Regions from separate parts of the Mus musculus genome. Here all the other regions are linked to region 2. A link is a contact called in public Hi-C, HiChIP or PLAC-seq and promoter capture Hi-C data. All regions are on one chromosome and are shown on one strand. Each heading gives the region's core, a stretch centred on a gene start, on an enhancer-like site or on the middle of the called end of the contact. The rest is flanking DNA. Distances are from core to core; before and after follow the strand shown.

Region 1 (2,700 bases), core at 91-2,590, 1.5 Mb after region 2:
TCCTCTTAAGTTCAATTTTTTTAAAAGAACGTAGCGCCTCCATCTGCCCCCTCCAGTCCTTAAAAAAACCTTTGCCTCTGACGTACCAGGATGGCACACCTTTAATAATCAAATCGGTATCTGAAAGGTTATCTATGAAAATACAGAGAGATGGCATATATAACTACACAACTCAACTGCAATAGCAGATGTCTGAGAAGAGGCTCATCACTAGGCGGCTTCCGATGTGACCAAAGGGGGGCTGCACACCAATCCTGTGCAGCGTTCGTTTGTAAGGAAAGAACGGTAAGCAGTGGAGGAGAGCAGAAGACAAGCACCTTCACCACACACACACACACACACACACACACACACACACACACAGAGAGAGAGAGAGAGAGAAGAGAGCAGGGCTGAGCGACAAGATGACATGAGTTGTGCATTTAAGGCTAACGAGGCGCTTGGGACCCCGTAATCAGCAAAGAGCAAAGCACGGGGCAGATGGCAGTCCCCAGTCGGACCAATAGGCACAATGCTAAAACAGGTTTCTGCCTCCATGCAAAGCTTCTGCTCAGGGCTTGGCACCTGCTAGGCCTCTGGGTCCCCTGCCTCCCACGCCCCGCCCCCGCGTGCTGGGCCTCCCAACTCCGGGGGGAGGGGGCGGCGGAGCTCGGCTATACCAGGTGTAGTCGTCCTCCTCGCTCCAGGCGGCCAAGCTCTCCAGGTCCAGCGGCTCCACCTCGTCCAGCAGCGTTGGAGGCGGCAACGGCGGCGTGGCGGCTTCCCCCGGCGGGGTCCCTGCGGTCCCCGGTTCCGGGCTGCCACCTCCGCCGAAGAAGCCCGCCGCCGGCTTGGAGTAGACGAAGGGCGCGTCAGCCGGCTGCAGGCTGCAGAGCAGGGAGGGCGCGGGGCTGGGCAAGCAGTAGGTGCCCGGGAACGCGGGGCCCAGCGCCCCCGGGCCCGGGGAGGTCGTGCTGGCCGGGGCCCTGTGCGTGGCGAGCGGGCTGCAGGCCCCGGCTGGCGGCGGGGCGGAGGGCGGCGGCGGCTGCAGCAGCAGCAGGTGCGGGGCGGCGGCCGCACTGGCCGCCCGGCTGCGCAGCTGCTCGTTCTGCTTCTCCAGCTTGCGCACCAGCTCCTGCAGCTTCTTCACCTCCAGCTCGGCGTTCACCACCGGCCCCGGGCCGGCGCCGGAGGCCGCCACCGGCGAGGCGCATTTCACCTGCTCCGCCATCATCGCGGGAGCCCCGAGCGCCGCGGCGAGGAGGCTACGCGGGCCCAGCTCGCGCAGCCTACCAGCATCAGCACCAGGGCCCAGCCTCCGGCCGAGGAAGAAGCAGCCGCGCAGCTCTGCACCGTGCTCTGCTCTAGCGGCTCCGGGTTTTAGCCGAGGCCCCGGGACGGGGCGGGGCGCGAGGGGCGGAGCTTCTGGTGATGGATGTGTCGTGGGGGCGGGACCTGCGGCGGGGACCCTCCCTGGGCATCCGTCTGCACCCACACCACCTAACCTCAGGTGCCTGATTGGACCTGGCCTGAACTTCCCGCCGCTCGCACTTCTTCCGCTTTGGGCGAGAGAACCCCACTTCTAGGACTACAGCCAGGGGCGGGATCTAAAGAAGTAGCAGGTGTCTGTGGCAGGGGAAAAACGTACCCAGGGCCAATGGCTAGCCCTCTTACAAGAGCACTTTTAGACTTCAGGGTATTGCCACCTGCTAATGAAACCTCGTGAAAAAAGGTCTGGGGAACATGATGCTCACCCCCCCCCCAAAAAAGCAACAACAGATGCTTTGGGTCTGTTTGAAAAGATGCGGCTAAGGGTAGTATTAAGTAGCACAGAAACAAAATGGTGGGATAGGAGAGAATAAGGAGGGAAAGTGAGAAATCCCAGTCTCTATGAGGGAGGATGGCCAGCTGCTGAAGAGTCAGGCGTTCACTTCAGTCTATCTAAAATAGCCATATATGAACTATCCCCACCAGTCTTTCACCATGAAAGGAGAGTTGGGTTTTCATGCTCTTTTATATTAGACAAAAGATCTTTGAGCATCTCCTGCATGCTCCACTGTGTTCTAAACGCTGGCTTTTTGAGCAAGTGAACAACAGGCATCAGTGATTGCAAATACAAGCAAAATTGTGCACCATCTGTTAAATCATTTACACTATTAAAGTCACACGTGCCTGAGCGAAAAGAGGAAAGGTATAACATTCCCTGCTTTTTTGTTGTTTGTTGGTTTGCTTGTTTGGTTTTTTTTTTTTTTTTGGGGGGGGGGATTCTTGGAAACCATGCTTTTTATTTTTTCAACAAAAATGCTTTTACGCAGATGAACCGATCGTTTTGTTCAGTTAATGTTGACTTAGCATTTTGTGGGTTTAACACAAAGGAAAGCCTGCCGTTATAGTGCGAGAACAATCCACACCGCTGATTTTCATCCTCAGACGGTGTACTAGCTTGTGAAGGGCCTCGCTCAGGCACTGTACACATGACGTCAATGAAAACATACCGCACATCTCTGTGGCAGCGCTAGGATGTTGCCTCTAATCTTTTAAAATTTGATCCTGTGCCTTGCTGCTCAGAAACACTTGTGTCTTCTCACTTGGCAAGCTACAGCTCTAAACTTGGGTGTATGTGCAAAGGTGGGTGTCCTGAATTTAACTCGGCTGGAGAGAGCTTCTGGAAGTTAGTGTATGCTAACTTCCCTGAAGTTACCTTCCACACAGAGCCCCGCT
Region 2 (2,700 bases), core at 22-2,521:
TAACCTAAAGTTTACCATTTTAATAATTGTATGTGTACAACTTCATGGCATTAGATGTATAGTCAAACTGTTCAGTCACCAACTGTTTCAGAACTCTTATCATTCCAAACTGAAACTCTGCATCACTGAGACGTAATTCTCAAGATCCCCCTTTGCCTCCTGGCAACCACCATTCTGCATTCGGTCACTCCTGGGACTCTAGCAACCTCTAGAAATGGAATTCTAAATATTTTGTCTTTTCATATCTGCGGTATTTCAGTTAGCTAAATCATCTTAATTAATATCTTAATTCTTCATTAGCTTAAATCTAATTAACGTCTCACTCATGGCATCATATTTTAGAGCAAACGTCTAGCTTTGTATTTTATAACCTTTTTAGTTAATGCTTAAAGGACACTCCACTCCAGCATATTGCAAATTCTGTCGCATCAAGACTTTCTTTATGGTTCACCGACCGTGTCTTTAGACTCGTGGACTACTTTTTCATTCCATTTGTCCATTCCACTATTTTTTCATTCCATTGTGGCCCATTGCCTACTAGTCTTTGGTAGTCTCCTAATAATATAATAGAACCAAACTTGCGGGACCACCTATGATGTATATAGGATGCTGGTTTGAATGCTCTTCTTTAGTACATTGTAATTTCTTGGAGAAAAGTTGAAACTTTTCTAAATGAACAGAATTTAAAATGTAACAAAACTGTTTTTTTTTTTTTTTTTTTTTTTTTTTTTCTCTTGTAGGTTGGAAATCAACAAGGTATCTTTGGTTTGGGGCATCCATAGGTCATTAGACCTTGGCCAAAAAGTCCTGTACTTTGGGATAAGAACACTAATCCTCTGGAGGTCTCGGTGGGTTAGATTAGACCAGTGTGTGTTTACCCATCGTGTGCACGGGGCAGCACACACAGAAGATGGTACTGGAGGATGCTGTGACACCGAGGGCAGGTCGCACAGTGCAGGACCCCTGCAAACACTGCTGGCCGTCTTCTTATGGAGAGCTCCCATCTTCTAGGTTCACTCGTGCTGACAAGCACAATCCTCTCAGAGGACAAGGCCTGGGAGCCCGCGGCCACTCCATCCTGGTGAAGTAAGACGGCGCTTGTGCTTATTCACCACGAAGGCCGATGGATAAAAGGGGACCGAGGCCTCAACCCTTGCGATTGGTCAATCCTCGATCCACTACTGGATTTGCCCAGCTCTCACCCGGCCGAACTTGCGTCTCTTCCCAGCATGCTCCGGGCCGCACCGCGAGACTCGCACTCATTCTCGCGAGATTTACCGGCAGCCATCTTCTTGGGGGTGCTGGAAGCCGGGAAGACCCCCGAACCGTTCCCATTGAGCCGCCCTTCGTTGTCGCTTTTCTTCACGTCTGCTCTGCCGCGTGGCCACCAACCAAGCACCTAATCCCAAAGCTGAGAGGAGAGCCCGGGTCGGAGCGCGTTCGGCTCCCCTTCGGGAAGATTCACTGGGGGAGCGGGGCAGGGGGGAGGGCCCGGCCGGCAAACGGTTGCTGCCTCAGCCCGGGCCAGGGTCCGCCGAGGGGAGAAGCTCCGGGGACCCGGTGGGCGCGTGGCCTGCGGCGGCCCCCGCCGAGGTGCTCGCCGACCCGCGGCTCGCGGGGACCTGCCACCGGCACCTCCCACCGCTGCCCACGCGGACGGCGCGCGGAGGAGGGGGCGGCGGCGGCGACCTGGGCGAGCGCAGGAGCGAGGCCGGCCTCGGGGCCGCGGTGGATGGTTTCTAAGATGATCATCGAAAACTTCGAGGCGCTCAAGTCCTGGCTCAGCAAGACCCTCGAGCCCATGTGAGTAACCCCCGGGGGAGCAGTGCTCGCTCGCAGGGATGGCGGTGGTGGACAGGCGGGCGCCCCGATCGGGGCAGTTTACTCAGTGGTGGAGGCCGAAGCGAAGAACCGGGAGGTGGGGAGTCCCCCCAAGGCTCTGCTTTCTCTGTTCGCCCACCTTCCCGTCCAGGCTCAACATAGCCAAAGCTGGAGCTGGGCTTGATTGTAATGGTCGAGCTGATCTTTGAACCGGTGTGCCCTGCTTTGCTTTCCCCTTTCCCGTTATAGGCAGACCGATGGCAAACTTCCCCGTACACCTGTGTGTGTCTTCCGAGGCCCTCCACATCGGCTTCTCGGCTCCTCCCGAGTGCTAGCTTCTCCTCCCGGTGGTAGATAGTTCCACAGTGCTTCTTAAGACGAAGTGCATGGCTTTTTCTTAGGGATCAGGGAAGTTCGAGTTTAAAAACCTAAGGTTTCGCTTACAGTCCCTTAAAGAAAGGCCACGTCTTCCATGTGGTGTGTGGCTCATACGCACCTCTCTTAACTGATTGAAGATGTAACAGGTGCTAAGCCCAGGAAGCCCCAGACCCCTTGCCACCTACATCCTATTACTTTGAAGAAGGGGGAAAAAAACCAACAAACCCAAATCTCTATCCGTATGGAATATTTGGCATTTAAGGAGAAATTGAGTAGTTTGTGCGACTGTTGAAATATTGAAAGATTTTAGGAATATTTTATGTATTTATTTAATGCAAAATACATCATAGGTTGTTTTCTGCATCGTTGATTTACAATAGCAACTTGAAATGCAGTGGCAGGTAATTCACTTATTTAATGCATGCGTTAAGTTTTTACCATATACTGTGGGGAGCTTTGGGACAGGACTTTAACATTCTCCTGGGTTGATAAGCTGCAATA
Region 3 (2,700 bases), core at 125-2,624, 1.5 Mb after region 2:
CCTGGATAGAAAACCAAAACAGGAAGAACAATTACATCCTAATTAGCATCTGTGACTGTGACTCTTCACTGTCAACTCGACCAGACTAGAATCACCATGGAAACACAGGCCCTGGGCAAAGAAGGCTTTCCAGGAGTTCTTCAATTGAGGAGGAAAGAACTCTCCTGAATGTGGGTAGCACCATGCTATCGGCTGGGTTCTAGACTGCACAGAAAGAAAACATCCAGCTGAGCACCTGTATTGCCTCCCTGTGCACATGTCATGTGACCAGCCACCTGCTCCATGCCTTCCTGCCATGATGGATTGTGAGCCAAGATAAACTCCTCCTTCCTTAATTGCTTCTCAGGTGTTTTATTATAGAAAGGAGAAAACTGATATACCATAAAACTAGTAGAAGCTAAATTTGAAAAAAAAACCCACTATTTATAAAAAAGTAAATACTTTGAAATAAGCTTAATTTTAGAGCTATAGAATCTCTCAAAACAAAAGTCTATAAAACATTGCCAAGACACATTGAATAAGATTTAAATCAACAAAACCTTACTACATATTAATATGGAATGCTTAGACTGCTGCTGATTCACCCAAAAGTGTCTGGTGGACTCAATGAAAGTCCAATTTCATTTGAAATGACAGTACAGAGTAGCTTTCAAGAAGAGTCCTACTGGCTGGGCGGTGGTGGCACACGCCTTTAATCCCAGCACTTGGGAGGCAGAGGCAGGCGAATTTCTGAGTTCCGGGCCAGCCTGGTCTACAAAGTGAGTTCCAGGACAGCCAGGGAAACCCTGTCTCAAAAAAACAAAAAAAGAAAAAAAAGAAAAAAAGAAGGGTCCTACTGATGAACTATGTCCCTTACAGTCAAAATATGTAAGGGACCCACATTAAAAAGAAATAATAGCTACCAGAAGAAAATAGCAAAGATAGACATCATTTGAGTTTTATAAGTAAGAAATGAAAAAGTCAGGAAGGTTATGATGCCTGGATTTCATAAAACCCGAGGTCCAGTCTGACGACACAGTCCTTTGTTGATGAAGTTTTCTCCCCAGCCTCTGCAGAATCCTAAGCCCTAAACCTGAAATGGGAACATCTGAGTTACTGTGAGGAGACACCATGACCATGGCACTCTCAAAGGAGAAAGCAATTAACTGGGGGCTTGCTTACAGTTTGAGAGGCTTGACATGACAGGAGCAGGGCGGCATACAGGCAGGTGCTGGGGCTGGAGCTGGGGACCATAGCCACAAGAACAAAGGGAGTGAGACTGGTCTGGTGTGGGCTTTGAGTTTCCTCTAACAAGGCCCACCCCCAGTGATGCACTTCCTCCAACAAGGCCCACCCCCAATGACGCACTTCCTCCGACAAGGCTGTTTCTCCTCCTCCTTTCTAATGCTATCGACCAATCCTGATGCTCCCTGTTGACCAAGCATCCAAATGTAGAGCTATGGGGGCCATTCCCATCCAAACCGCAGAGTGACCGACCTAATGCACAGTAATGCCTCTTGTTTGTTCTGCTTTCCTGTACGTGACTTTTCTATCTTAATTCTTTATGTATTTTAAATAGAATCCCGCCTATAGAGAATCCCCCCCATCCATCCCTTGTTTTTTGCTTTGTTAAGCATGGACCCAGAGATATTTATATGGCACTATCAATTATAATCTATTATTATTTACTCTGCAGTTCAGATGGTCTCAGCTCTGGCCACAGGCCATTTCCTTCCAACATGCTCGCATTAGTTTTTTAGTATTTCAAAGCTAGAAATCCAAAATCATGAACACTCCTTCCTATTTTGTGTTGTGTTAATTATTATGGCACTCAAAGACTATTGTCCACACACAAAGTTACAATCAACACATTCCTTATCGTCCTATATTTGCTAAAGACGAAACATTTTTCTATTGCTTCATACTTACACTGTTAGTCTTCATTTACTCAGACCTAGAATGTATATTTTTCCTCAGGTAAAATTCTTCATAATTAGCCTGCTGTCTAAAAATAACTGACATCAGTCAGTGAACAGGCCTCTCTGTTTTGCATCATTAGTAAATTCGTGAATCAGCTTTGCCTTCATTAGACACCCTACTAATTTAACTATTTAATGGATATAGATTCATTCATGAACTCATGTTTATTTCACTCATTCATTCACAACGAACCAAGGTCCAAGTCCAGAGCTCACAGCCTGGTAAAAATCAGTAAACCATGACACAGGCTGAGTGCTCTATCTAAAATGCTGGGAAACAAGCCTTAGACTAACATTTGGGATGTTTTCAAACTTGAGAAATTATCAATCTATTGTCTATCATCTACATCTATCTATCCAACTATCCATCTATCTTCTATATTCTATCTATATATCTTCTACTATACACACACACATATATATTTCTACCATCTGTCAATCAATCAATCAATCATGTGGGTGTGTTGACTGAATGTATGTCTGTGTATGCCTAGTGTCCAGAGTCCAAAGGACGGCATCATATCCCCTAGAACTAGAGTTACAAAAGGTTGTGAGCTATGATGTGGCCTAGGAACCAAATTGGAGTCCTCTGAAAGAGCAGCCAGTTCATCACTTAGCCATCTCTCCAGCCCCGCATGTTGTAGAACATTTGCATATACATAGACATATCTTTCATGTTAGTGGTTTGACCATAAAATGTCACCAAGAAGGATCCTGTGTTGAAGCCTCAGCTCCTAGCTGG
Region 4 (2,700 bases), core at 149-2,648, 1.3 Mb after region 2:
AAATATGCATATAAAATATGTCTTTGTTCTAGTATTGATGATGAAAAATAACAAAAAAAATGAAAAGTTCTTTTTGAAGCTGCTTCAATACGCACATGCACCTTTTCTTTCTGTTCACATTGTTGTTGTTATTGTTGTTGTTGTTGTTTTTATAGTATTCAACAATTAAATCTGATGTGTTTTACAAACTCATTAGAAGACTGAATTTTTTTCATCAGCGTCAGTTCTTAAAAAATTCTGGAAATTCATGTTTATACAAAGCTTGGAAAAGCAGAGGATAAATACTAGGGAAACATTCCAGTCGACTTTGCGCAGGTCAGAACCCCAACATTTTTTTTTCTAACATCGTGCCCCTTGTTTATTTACAGCCGCAGATACGCGCTAGCTTCTGGTGCTGGTGGAATGAATGCGCTGACCTCACACACACATTTCTGCCAGTGACGGTTTGAAGATGATAAAGTAGTCCAGAGCAAATATCTCCACTCTCTGATAGCGGGAGGCACTTTGTGTACAAAAAGCAATGGTCTGGAACAGAGTCAAGCTCTAGAAAGCAGGACAGTCGTTTCTCATCATAAACACATTATTCCTGTCGAGTCGAAGGAGAATGGTGGAGGTAGGGAAGGCTTTGAAAACAGCATACACGTTCCTCATGACTTCCCTTGTGAACAGGGGCCTCAGATCAGCCTGCAGTGGACATCAGAGGGATTCACGTTACCCCACTGTGATGAATAATGAAACACAATGCATAATTGTCCGCAAGTTCTTAGAACCTCCTCAGACCCCAGCTACCGTGCAGAATGCATTACCTCAGGCTCCACGGGGTCACGAGGGAGGTAACCAAGAGTCGGGACGAGTAAATAGACAGTATTGTACCAAACTCCTGTCGCTATGACAACCCTCTAGAAATGCCGGACTCCCATTTTCTCAGCTGCTTTTACTGCTCTGAGGAGAAAGAACAAATGGCCTTTGCAAGCGGCAACCCTGGTTAGTCTCCGACTTTACAGCTTCACCATAGACATGCCCACACAAGTCACTTTCCTTCTCTTCGTCTCCAGCAAATATCGTCAAAATATTCTTCTCATGTGAAAGGTGCTTAATCTTTTACAAAATGAAGTAGTGATGCAGGAAATCTCATTAAATTGCATTTACGTTATAACTGATAGAGATTTTAGCAGCGCGGGCTGAATCAAACTTTCACACTTGAGGGGCCAGCGAGAGTCCTTTCTCTTCTCAGTGTGAAGGATTTAAGTAGCTGAAGGCATCTCTGTGGTGTGAGAGTCTGGTGGGAAGCAGCAGCCTGTTACCCTGACACTGCATCCAGGCGCAGGAGGGGTGTGAGGCTTAGGGGAAATGAGTGTGGTTTCATCTATTGGGCAACTTCTTGTTAATGAAAAGTATGCAGTGCGGCCCGTGCATTAGCTCAGAGCACAGAAGATTCGAGGGTCACCTGACTTTCCAGTGACGCCCCACATAACACTCTCAGCCCTCCTTAATGCAAAACATGCATGTATATTTCCTTTCTTAAAATTAGTAAAACAGTTTTTTACTTATTGCTAACTCTGCCATTCAACATAAATTATATGAGGCCGGAAAACGTTTATCTCCTGTAACTTTCTTTTTCCCGGGAGCTCAGAATGGCATAAAAGTTCAAGGCATATCTACTGAATAAAAACAAGAGTTAATAAATGAATCTTTCAACACTTTGTTCTCAGCCATAGATAGGAGGAAATACTATATATGATATAACATTATTCTTAATACCAAGTATGACATAAATTTGAAATATTTTATGAAGTAAATCTGCAGTTAACATGAGCTGTTATAATTACTCAATACCAAAATGTTCAAAATCCAGAGAAAATATAAAACTCAAGAAGAAAAATAATTCTTTCATAAAACAAGTTATATTTCCTAACTAATGAACTGTGGGGTGTGTGTGTGTGTGTGTGTGTGTGTGTGTGTGTGTGTGTGTGTGTGTTATGTGGTGTGTGTATGTGATGTGTGTCTGTGTGGTGTGTGTGATGTGTGTGTGTGTGTGTGCGCATGCGCACACACATGCACTCTCACAAGCATGCCTGCCCGTGCACTGTCTATAGACCACAGGACTACTTGCCAGAGTCAGTTCTAACCTTTCAATGGGGCCTGAGAACTGAAGTCAGATCAGGATCTGACCCAGTGGCAAGTATCTTAACTCACTGAGTTATACAACCAGACCAAGAGGATAGATATTCTTAATGTTGCTTAATATACCAGGCTTGTCATACATAGGCTTCTGCTTTATGAGCTAATAATAACATTTAAAAACCAAAAGAGCGTCTGAGAGTGTAGCTCAGTGGTAGAGCCCTTGCCTAGAATCTATGAGGTCCAATGTTTCAATCACCAAAACACACACACACACACACACACACACACACGCACACGCACACGCACACGCACACGCACACTGAAGAGGTGGGGATAAGAAGGAAGGAGAGAGAAGGAGATTGTCATTTTACATAAAAGGCAATTTCTTGTTTAGATACAACTCTTCATGAACTTAGGGATGAACTTGAGTCATGTTCATGACTGTCTTTTTTGTTTCATATTTAACTAAAATGCATTGGATGAGAATCCTAAGGAGAAACGAATGTCAGGTGAGGTAGAAAAGGGCCATCAGGGTGGTGTCCTGAGAAAAGTGGGGCCTGCAGGCAGAGGCAGCTC

The links. Promoter capture Hi-C pulls out the DNA fragments that hold promoters and counts their contacts. Hi-C and Micro-C count contacts between places; a contact is called where the count stands out from the background. HiChIP or PLAC-seq counts read pairs in DNA pulled down with a chosen protein or histone mark.
Region 1: a contact with region 2 is called in a Hi-C map of CD8 T cells, with 3 times the contacts expected there. The contact joins the promoter of Slain1 here to the promoter of Rbm26 in region 2. A contact is called at or near these places in 2 of 39 promoter capture datasets (cranial neural crest and pre-B cells), 4 of 484 Hi-C or Micro-C datasets (CD8 T cells, LSK cells, effector CD8 T cells and 1 more), 6 of 115 datasets of contacts at active chromatin or transcription factors (astrocytes, embryonic stem cells, forebrain and 3 more) and 2 of 9 other capture datasets (liver and pancreatic islet).
Region 3: a contact with region 2 is called in a promoter capture Hi-C map of hippocampal neurons, with 5 times the contacts expected there. The contact joins the promoter of Slain1os here to the promoter of Rbm26 in region 2. A contact is called at or near these places in 2 of 39 promoter capture datasets (hippocampal neurons and pre-B cells) and 3 of 115 datasets of contacts at active chromatin or transcription factors (large pre-B cells, microglia and stem cell-derived neural progenitor cells).
Region 4: an H3K27ac HiChIP or PLAC-seq map of microglia shows a contact between it and region 2, with 6 times the contacts expected there. The contact joins the promoter of 4930518C04Rik here to the promoter of Rbm26 in region 2. A contact is called at or near these places in 1 of 39 promoter capture datasets (hippocampal neurons) and 3 of 115 datasets of contacts at active chromatin or transcription factors (astrocytes, microglia and stem cell-derived neural progenitor cells).

Annotation. Positions count from the first base shown.
Region 1 is chr14:103,648,868-103,651,567 of GRCm38.p6, reverse strand. Slain1 (SLAIN motif family, member 1) reads right to left here and starts at 1,340. Exons shown (of 7, transcript NM_198014.3): 1 at 660-1,340. The coding sequence starts at 1,213.
Region 2 is chr14:105,175,885-105,178,584 of GRCm38.p6, reverse strand. Rbm26 (RNA binding motif protein 26) reads left to right here and starts at 1,271. Exons shown (of 22, transcript NM_001368684.1): 1 at 1,271-1,803. The coding sequence starts at 1,733.
Region 3 is chr14:103,698,106-103,700,805 of GRCm38.p6, reverse strand. It overlaps Slain1os (SLAIN motif family, member 1, opposite strand), which reads left to right and starts at 1,374. Exons shown (of 3, transcript NR_045148.1): 1 at 1,374-1,515. All of the region lies in intron 5 of Slain1 (SLAIN motif family, member 1), which reads right to left.
Region 4 is chr14:103,897,465-103,900,164 of GRCm38.p6, reverse strand. 4930518C04Rik (a long non-coding RNA gene) reads right to left here and starts at 1,398. Exons shown (of 2, transcript XR_383716.3): 1 at 807-1,398; 2 at 1-684.